Linked DNA regions of Zea mays: all the other regions are linked to region 2. A link is a contact called in public Hi-C data. All regions are on one chromosome and are shown on one strand. Each heading gives the region's core, a stretch centred on a gene start, on an enhancer-like site or on the middle of the called end of the contact. The rest is flanking DNA. Distances are from core to core; before and after follow the strand shown. Region 1 holds the start of LOC100274316 (IAA-amino acid hydrolase ILR1-like 4). Region 2 holds the start of LOC100192921. Region 3 holds the start of LOC103651515 (zinc finger CCCH domain-containing protein 7).

Region 1 (2,700 bases), core at 104-2,603, 390 kb before region 2:
AGCAACCTAACATATAATCAATCCCACTGCACGAAACATGGAACTATGTCACCAGAAAAATACATCTAAAACACATCAATAGCGGGGTCTTCGAGAGCTAGTAAAACAAAAGCGAATTAGGATATTTTCACATTGACCAAGAGAAGAAACCAGCACATGCGTGCAATAAATTTTAACCATATCAATCAGGTTCAAGAACCCAATAATTATGCCATACACAGAAATCACATATTTGCCATGTCAATCACCACCTGGGACATGACCGAAGTCTCACAAGACTTTTTCTTTAAACGAACCACACGACTGTTACAGATACACATACTCCCATGCGTAGCAGGTGCAGACCTATTCCTCCCTTTCTTACCGGTTACTAGGACATCTCACATCTGCCATTCTGCCATGAATGAACTATATACATGCATACTCGATACTTCAATTGATCATTTCCATATGGCACGTGCTGGCCTCGATGGTCACTAGTCCTTACTTTGTATTGCGCCACAACAAATTTTAATGGATAATGAATTCTAAAAAGAATAACCAGTGAACAAGTTTTAGCCTTCCGGTGAGCACGAGTTCTTTGAATCCCTGGCGTTCCTCTTCCCTTTGACTAGTCAAATTTAGTTTTGTGGCCACTAGAAGTACGCAGTTCGTTTTAAATAATCCAAGTTCCAAGCTCGCGGTTGAAACAGAAACGGATTCGATAACCAGAGCAGAGACATTTGCCTTTATCCTTAGAAAAAAGCAAGCAATAATTTCTTTTCCAGAATCCGCAGCGAAATCAAGAAGCAGAGGAGAAAAAAAGGAAGGCGGTTACAGTTACAGACCTGCAAGGGCAGCGCGTCCATGTCCGCCCGCAGAGCAACGAAGGGCGGACCGCCGGTGCCGACTGTTGCTACCACGCCGGTGACGGCGAAGGGGTGCCTGTAGGGGATCCCCATGGCGTGGAGCTCCCGGCGCACGAGCTCGCTGGTCTGGAACTCCTCGTATCCCAGCTCCGGGTTCTCGTGGATCCGCCGCCGCACCCCGACCATCCAGTCCGCGAAGGCCGGCTCCTTGGCAAGGCGCAGGAGCTCCGCCGGGTCCTGCAGCACCGGCGGCCCCGCCGCCAGAGACGGCGAGACCGCGGCGGCGAGGACGGCGAGGGTGAGGCCCGCGACCGCGAGCAGGAGACGCGGCGTCGCGGCGGCCATGGGTTGTTGGCTCGGGTGGGTCTGGATCGCTGCGCTGACAAGGCGGAAGGAATCAGGTGAGCCTAGAGTGGGGCGGCCTTGCTTTTGACGAGGCCAAGGCAAGCGCAGGCCCGCACGAGGGCGGCGGCTGGTTTATTTTGATTACGATATTTCCAAATGCATGCCACGATGCAACTGCGTTTTTCGTGTGCCGATCCTGCTGCCGTGCGTGCGCGATCGTTTCTGCTTTTCATTGTCTGGCCCTCTCGGGTAGTCTTTTGTTTCAAGGCGTCTATCTACGACTGCTGGTTGTACTGATGGAATAGTCGACCGATTGGTTCTTGTTGTCCAGCCATTTGCAGGGTGGCACTTGCTCAGGGGTAGTTGGGCACGTCTCCCAGTCTACCTAGTAGTGACGGATGCAGGGTAAAATAGGAGTAAGAGCACACTTGTAAGAACGATTATCAAAATATTAAGAGATATTTACATGGTTGCTCTGCTCATAACTTTATCTTTATTTTTACAAAAAAAATGGATCTATAACATTAAAAGATCTACAATATAGAAAAAATACCACCAAAATATTAAACTATATATTAGTAGCATTGAAAAGTTGCTCCGTTATAGATTTCTACCATCCACGTTAAATCAACGTTTGATCTGATGAAAATATAATAAAATCAATTAAAAATAGAAAAACTCCGCGCGCACACACGTTAGGCCTAAGGGGTGTTTTGTTTTCTAGAAAATAATTTTTAGTCTCTTTATTTTATTTTATTTTATTTTAGACTCTACATTGTCAAATACGGAAACTTAGAAAAAAAAACTCACGCGCACACACACCTGTAGCCTAAGAGGGTGTTTGTTTTCTAGGGAATAATTCTTAGAAGTTTTAGTTTCTGTATTTAACAATTTAGAGACTAAATGAAATAAAATAGAGGGATTAATCCCTAGAAACCAAACACCCTCAAACCCAGCCCACTCATGCAAGCATCCTGGAAACACGCACGCACCAGCCGCACAGGAAACGAAGGCGACGGCCCGCGGCGTGCTTCCTCGGAGGTTGCAGCTGCTCTTTATCTTTTATTCTCCATGATGCACACCTCTGCTTCCTTCCCTCATTTTGCCTCTTGTTACTCTCCTTCTCGTGCTCTGGTTTCTTGATTTAAAACCTAGTTTTGGGGGATTTTGCAATGCCAAGACAAGGCAGTGGGGATTTGAGCAGGGATGGATGTCGACGAAGTTCCTGAAAGGTAATCTCCTCTGGTCCTCTATATTCTTCCTCCGATTTGTACTTATTTTTCTAGTATTTGTATGTGGTAATATATGGTTGTGTGAAGGGAACCAGAAGGACCTGAAATTGTTTGCTCATTTCTGTCTATTTGTTTTGTTCTTGCATTGTAGGATCTATCCGAAGAATGCTTGTAGAGTTGAGGTCAATGTCAATGCATACTTCAGCTTTAAAGATGGAAAAAAGAAAGGTGTACGATCGAGGTAGGATTGTGAGCTGGGTTGTTGATTCAGAAGA
Region 2 (2,700 bases), core at 49-2,548:
CGCCGCCGCCGCCGCCGCCGTTGCGCGCGGGGTTCCGGCCGTCGAAGCTGATGTTGCTCGACGAGCCGCTGCTGCTCAGACTCAGAGACGACGGCTTCGCTGATGTCTTGGCGCCGCCGGCCCCACCGGCAGCATGCTGCTGCTGATGCACGGCCGCCGTGCTGAACGCGATCTGGATGCCGCCCGCGGTGGTCGGGGCGGTGGACGCCAGGAGGCTGCACAAGGTGCTCTCTTCCTGTGCCGCTGCCGCCGCCACACGCACAGGTCGCGACCGCTCGGCCTCGGCGGCGGCCTTCCTCTTCCTGTTGGGCCGGCGTTGCCTTCGGCCACCACCACGGCCTCCGCCGCCATGTTCACAGTCCAGGCTCGCCGTTGCTGCGGTCTCGTTGCTGGCGGAGAAGACCGGCGGCGGCGGCGAGCGTCCAAGGACTACGAGGCCGCTGCATCCGCTGTCAACCGCGGCGTTTGTGTTTGTGGTGAAGGCGGGCGGCGCGGCAGCAGTTACCGCGACCGCGGGTGTTGCTGCTGCTGCTGGTGCGAGGTCGTAGTCGGGACTAGGCATCCCCATCGCGGCGTGAGGGCGATGGTGATGCTGCTGTCGCTGCAGGACACCCGCGTCCACGTCCGCGTCCGCGTAGGCGGGCGTTGGCGCCGCCATCGCCATCGCCATCATCGAGGGGAAGGCGACAGCGGCCTCCGCCCCAACCACACCACCACCGCCACCGGCCGCCAGCTGCTGCTTGCCGGCGCAGGAGGCGGGCCCGGGGGCGGCCTGCTGGATGGCCTGCAGCTCCAGGATCGCGGCTGCCAGCGCCTCGTCGAGCACCAGCCTCTCCAGCACCGTCATGCCCCCGCCGCCTTCGATGACGCTGCCCACCTCCGGTGGCGACAGCAAGACGGCGCCGGCCTCGTCGCCCCATGCGTGCTCGCTCAGGATCGTCATGTCGCTCAGGTTATGATCCATCTTTAACTTGGAAGAATCAGACCCCTGCTTGCAAGTTAGCTGGTCTGATCAGCAAAGCAACCACATGATGCATGCATGCGAGCGAGTATTTGTATGCATACATGGATCGAGACGCCATGCATTAAACGGATGACGCGAAGAACTTGCACATAATATATATGCATATGGCATGCATACCATAACACACCAGAATGTATGGAAGAAAATATTATTATTGCAACGTACAGCGCATATACCTCCTCCGATTCCTGATTAATGCGCGATGCAAAGCTAGGTGCAGGTCTGACGACGGAGGCGTGGTGATGATCGAGCAGTGTGGTGGGGATATGGCTGCCGCTGCCACTGCCACTACACTTTCACTGCTGGACTGCTCATCTACTAGTAGACTAGTAGTCGCGCGTGGACCGAGCTGCTAGCAGGCTAGCAGCTGATGATGATGCAAGCTATGGCAAGCGAGGTGCAGAAGGGGGCATTCGTGCACTAGCTAGTAGTCTAGTAGTACTAGTAACCGCTATAGCTTGAGAGGGGAGCCGGCGGCCTGCAAAAGCACCATGCATGGTCCATGGATGGATCAAGGAAAGAGCAAGAGGACAAGAAGATGCCTGCGGTGAGCTGCTAAACTTTTGGCTTTGCTATGTGGGAGCGACTTAATCATCTCTCACTATCCTGTGTGTGTGTGTGTGTGTATGCAGCAGTATAGCAAAAGGCTGCAGGGAGGAAAAGCTAGCATGCTCTTATAAAGAGGGCAACCAAGGAGTAGCTAGGGTACGGTACATAGATAGATTTGTGTGTGTGCATCGCAACCCATAGCAAGCATCTAAGGGAGGCTACTATGGCGGAAAATTTGCTATTTTGTCACACTCAGACGTGGACTTCTCTATTTTACCACCAGATCGACCCACAAATCATAGACATAAATGGTCCCACAAGTCATAAACATAGGGTGATATAATAGCAGAGAGCCCACGTTAGAAGTGACAGAATAGCAATTTTCTCTACTATCATGGCTACATGCACACACTTACTTTCTCCAAAAAGAAAACAAAATCATCCACACACACATACACTTACAGCAGCAGAGCTAGTACGCATGGTCCCTCTCTCTATATGCACACTTGACACTTTTGTGCAGTGATAGATGAGCATGTATACTAGCTAGTACTAGTAGCTAGCTGCTGTCCCGGACTTTAAATGCAGCAAAGTGTCACTCACTTTGGTGTGCACCTAGCTCTAATTAATGGCCTCAATAACTGGGTTCTGAAAGATAAGCTCGGGCAGCAGCGCTAGGGGCAGTCAGCCTAGCGATCGAGCTACATAGATACGTAGGGGCAGGCAGGCCTCAATTATATGGTACTGCAGGCAAAGTACTCTCCCTCAAGTATGTGTATATCGGCTATAATCGTCACAGGTTTGATTCAATACAGTAAAACGCTATAAGTCCGACGGCTCACATATGACCGACGGTCGTATAGGGAACCGTCGGACATAATTTCTGATATCCGAGGGCTGGTAGGCGGACCGTCGGATATAGGCTTATGTTCGACGGCTGGCAGACAAGCCGTCACACATAAGGGAATTTAACCGACGGCCCGCGCCCGTGTCAGTTCATTCTGTCTTTCTCTCCCGCTCCTCGTATGCGTAGCCGCCATCGCCCGGCACCGCCGCCCAAGCCTCTTCCGGCGACCTCCAGCCCCGTCCCGACGCCCGGCCATTATTATTTGCAACTGACTTTATTA
Region 3 (2,876 bases), core at 137-2,636, 310 kb after region 2:
CTCACCAGGAAATTGCAGGCACCGATAGTCGATAGTCGACCTCCGGCGTCGTCGCGCTTGCCTACAAAAACGGCATGACAGGTGCATGTTGATCCCAGTGGGATGGCGTGGGCGTGGATGGTCGGGCTCCGGCAGCATACACCAATGGTGGCTCGGCTCCGGTGCTATTTTTCTAGGAGAATAATTCTGTACATACTGGATGTAATCATCATCTTTTGCAGTTCCTCACATTCAGCACTTGGAGACCCACAAAGACGGATCAAAATTTACAAAATAACTCTTTAGTAATTTATTTTTCTTCTATTTATATGACCAGCAGCTGATGTATGTGTAGGGGTGTAAAAGAAATTCTTTACATCCGGTATGTAAAGATTTTTTCCCTTTTCTGTCGTTCTTTGGACACAACAATTTATGTCAGCTTCTTCCCTGTAACTACATAGTACCATTAAGAAGTTTTGTTCTATTGTCAATTACTTCATAACATTTCTTCAGAAAGAAATTCAGAACTTGAATATATATATATATATATATATATATATATATATATATATATATATATATATATATATATATATATATAATATAAGCTTTTCTTCAGAAAAAAGAGGACTGGTCTCTTGGTGTGTTGATTGCTGGTAAATGGCAAGGTCTCCGTGACTTCAATCTGTTGTATTTTTGGAATCTGATTTCTCTGTTGTGTCATCTAAATTTCTTGCTGGTAAATGGTAAGGTCTTGATGACATTCTTTTTTCATATTCCCCATATTATACCTAATTTTACCAATAACCCTTATCTGACACATGTTTTACATATGAGATTATGACACAAAGTCGTGTAGGCTGGTACTATATATGTAACTATACAATGTAATACTCCTATATATTACTGCAATCTCAAATAACATGCGCGCGCTAGCGCGCGCTAACGACTAGTAATTTATCGCCAAGCCAAACCAAAACCATACTCCGAGCAGACCATCGAAGTGTGGAACTGCGACGAAAGAAAAGTTATTACTAGGAAAAAAATATAATAAATAGGAAAACTGGAACAAAAATAATTACCATACTTTAATGATGAACATATATGAAGTAGTCTTGGATGTGTTTGGTTTTTAGGGACTAATTTTATCTATCTATTTTATTTTATTTTACTACCTAAATCGCCAAATATAAAAAATAAAACTATATTTTAGTTTTTGTACTTAGCATTTATATACTTAAACAGAATAAAATATATAGACTAAAAAATTAGTGTCTAAAAACCAAACAATGCCTGCCTTTTCTGTTCGGCTGGCCGAGAAAGCTGAGCTATTAACCTTTTACTAAAGTTAAGTTTAAGATTTTGAAGAAATTTAAAAAATAAAACATGGAAAGGGCCTAGTGGGCTAGTCCCACACGAAAGCCCGGTAGGCCGAATTGCTTATGGAGCAGCGGCAAAAATGCAGCGCCACCGACTCACCGTATACTTGGCGGATTTCGCCCACGCCCGCCTCTGCCGAAGACCAGCCGCCGCTGTCGACGGCGAACTCCCGCGGCGAGTCGACCGCCGTCTCAGACCCTAAGGCCTAAGCCCTAGTTCCAGCCCACCCAGTTCCTTAACCATGGAGGATGCCCTCGCGCCGCCGTCTGTGGCCCCGACTCCCTCCCCCCTCGCCGCCGCTGCCGTCCTCACCCGTCGTCGGTCACACCTCGACAGTGCCTCCTTCCGCACGCTCTCCCGCCTCTTCTCTCACTGTCTCCACATCAACCCGTCGCCCTGTGGCATCTCGCCGCCCGTGCCCGAGCCCGTCGCCGCGGACTTCGTCGGTGGGGACCCCGACGATTCCCCAGAAAGGCCTAATGGCGCTGATTTCGATCGGCTAAAGGATGTGCAAATCGAGGCGGCGGATGCGGGAGGCCCTTCGCTTCACGGGACTGTCCATCAACCGGCCGCGGCGAACTCTACCCTCGACCTGGTTGAGGCTGAGGCTGAGGCTCTGCAGCTCGAGGGTGCGGACGCGGTAGGGGTCGTAGAAAGCACCTCGTGTATGACCAGAGCCGAGGCTGGGGAATCAGCGGTACTTGTGGTAGAAAGCACCTCATGTAAGACCACTGCTGAGGTGGAGGAGTCAGCGGTTGGAGCTGGACTGGCGATGGTGGGTGACGTATCTTTGAAGTCGGTGGAGTCTCTCTTGGAGACGAAGGTTGACGAATCGGTAGAGGTAGCAGTGGGTGATGATGAAGGCTGTCTTTTGTTTGAAGCGATGCTGACAAACTTCACAGGGTTGATTGATGATGTTGATGCTGGAGCAATACCAACACAGAGGTGTGCAGTTTCTGGAGGTGACCTGCAGAATAGCAAGGCATCTGAGGATTTGAAACAACTGGGTGATAGGATTGAAGAAGGAGAACCTCTTAGAAACTGTGATAATGGGCAGAATGATGGTGGTGGTTTCGAGGAAGGAGAGATTGAGGGCGAGTTTCAGGATTTGGGTTCAGAAGAATCTGGAAATTCCGAACATGGAGACGAAGATGGTGAAGATGAGAAATTGGAAGACAATTCCATTAGCAGAGGCTCAGGGCCAAATAAATCTTGTGATTATGGCACACAATTCGGGAATTTGCAATCAATTCCTGAAACAGGAAATGATCATCTTATACTGAACAGGGATGCTATTGTCAGAGGTGATGCACAAATATCTGTTACCAGGGCTCAAGCCGTCACTTATGATGAAGTTGTGGATTGGAATGAGACTCCGCTGCCTGACAATGAGGTATCTGATACTGCTTTCAAATGTTATTATTTGTTGCTTCTGTCTAACCATGCACCTTCTAGTTCGTTTGCCTAGTGAGGTTTAATGTTTTGTGTGATGCCTTTTGTTATTGAACTCAATATTT

The links. Hi-C and Micro-C count contacts between places; a contact is called where the count stands out from the background.
Region 1: a contact with region 2 is called in a Hi-C map of tassel, with 2.4 times the contacts expected there. The contact joins the promoter of LOC100274316 here to the promoter of LOC100192921 in region 2. A contact is called at or near these places in 3 of 25 Hi-C or Micro-C datasets (endosperm, leaf mesophyll and tassel).
Region 3: a contact with region 2 is called in a Hi-C map of tassel, with 2.0 times the contacts expected there. The contact joins the promoter of LOC103651515 here to the promoter of LOC100192921 in region 2. A contact is called at or near these places in 3 of 25 Hi-C or Micro-C datasets (ear, endosperm and tassel).

Annotation. Positions count from the first base shown.
Region 1 is chr3:224,339,025-224,341,724 of Zm-B73-REFERENCE-NAM-5.0, forward strand. It overlaps LOC100274316 (IAA-amino acid hydrolase ILR1-like 4), which reads right to left and starts at 1,354. Exons shown (of 5, transcript NM_001148679.1): 1 at 828-1,354. The coding sequence starts at 1,193. It overlaps LOC103651500 (a long non-coding RNA gene), which reads left to right and starts at 1,738. Exons shown (of 4, transcript XR_002268240.3): 1 at 1,738-2,234; 2 at 2,349-2,425; 3 at 2,577-2,700.
Region 2 is chr3:224,724,729-224,727,428 of Zm-B73-REFERENCE-NAM-5.0, forward strand. It overlaps LOC100192921, which reads right to left and starts at 1,299. Exons shown (of 2, transcript NM_001364547.1): 1 at 1,201-1,299; 2 at 1-988. The coding sequence starts at 964.
Region 3 is chr3:225,032,298-225,035,173 of Zm-B73-REFERENCE-NAM-5.0, forward strand. LOC103651515 (zinc finger CCCH domain-containing protein 7) reads left to right here and starts at 1,387. Exons shown (of 10, transcript XM_035966501.1): 1 at 1,387-2,752. The coding sequence starts at 1,601.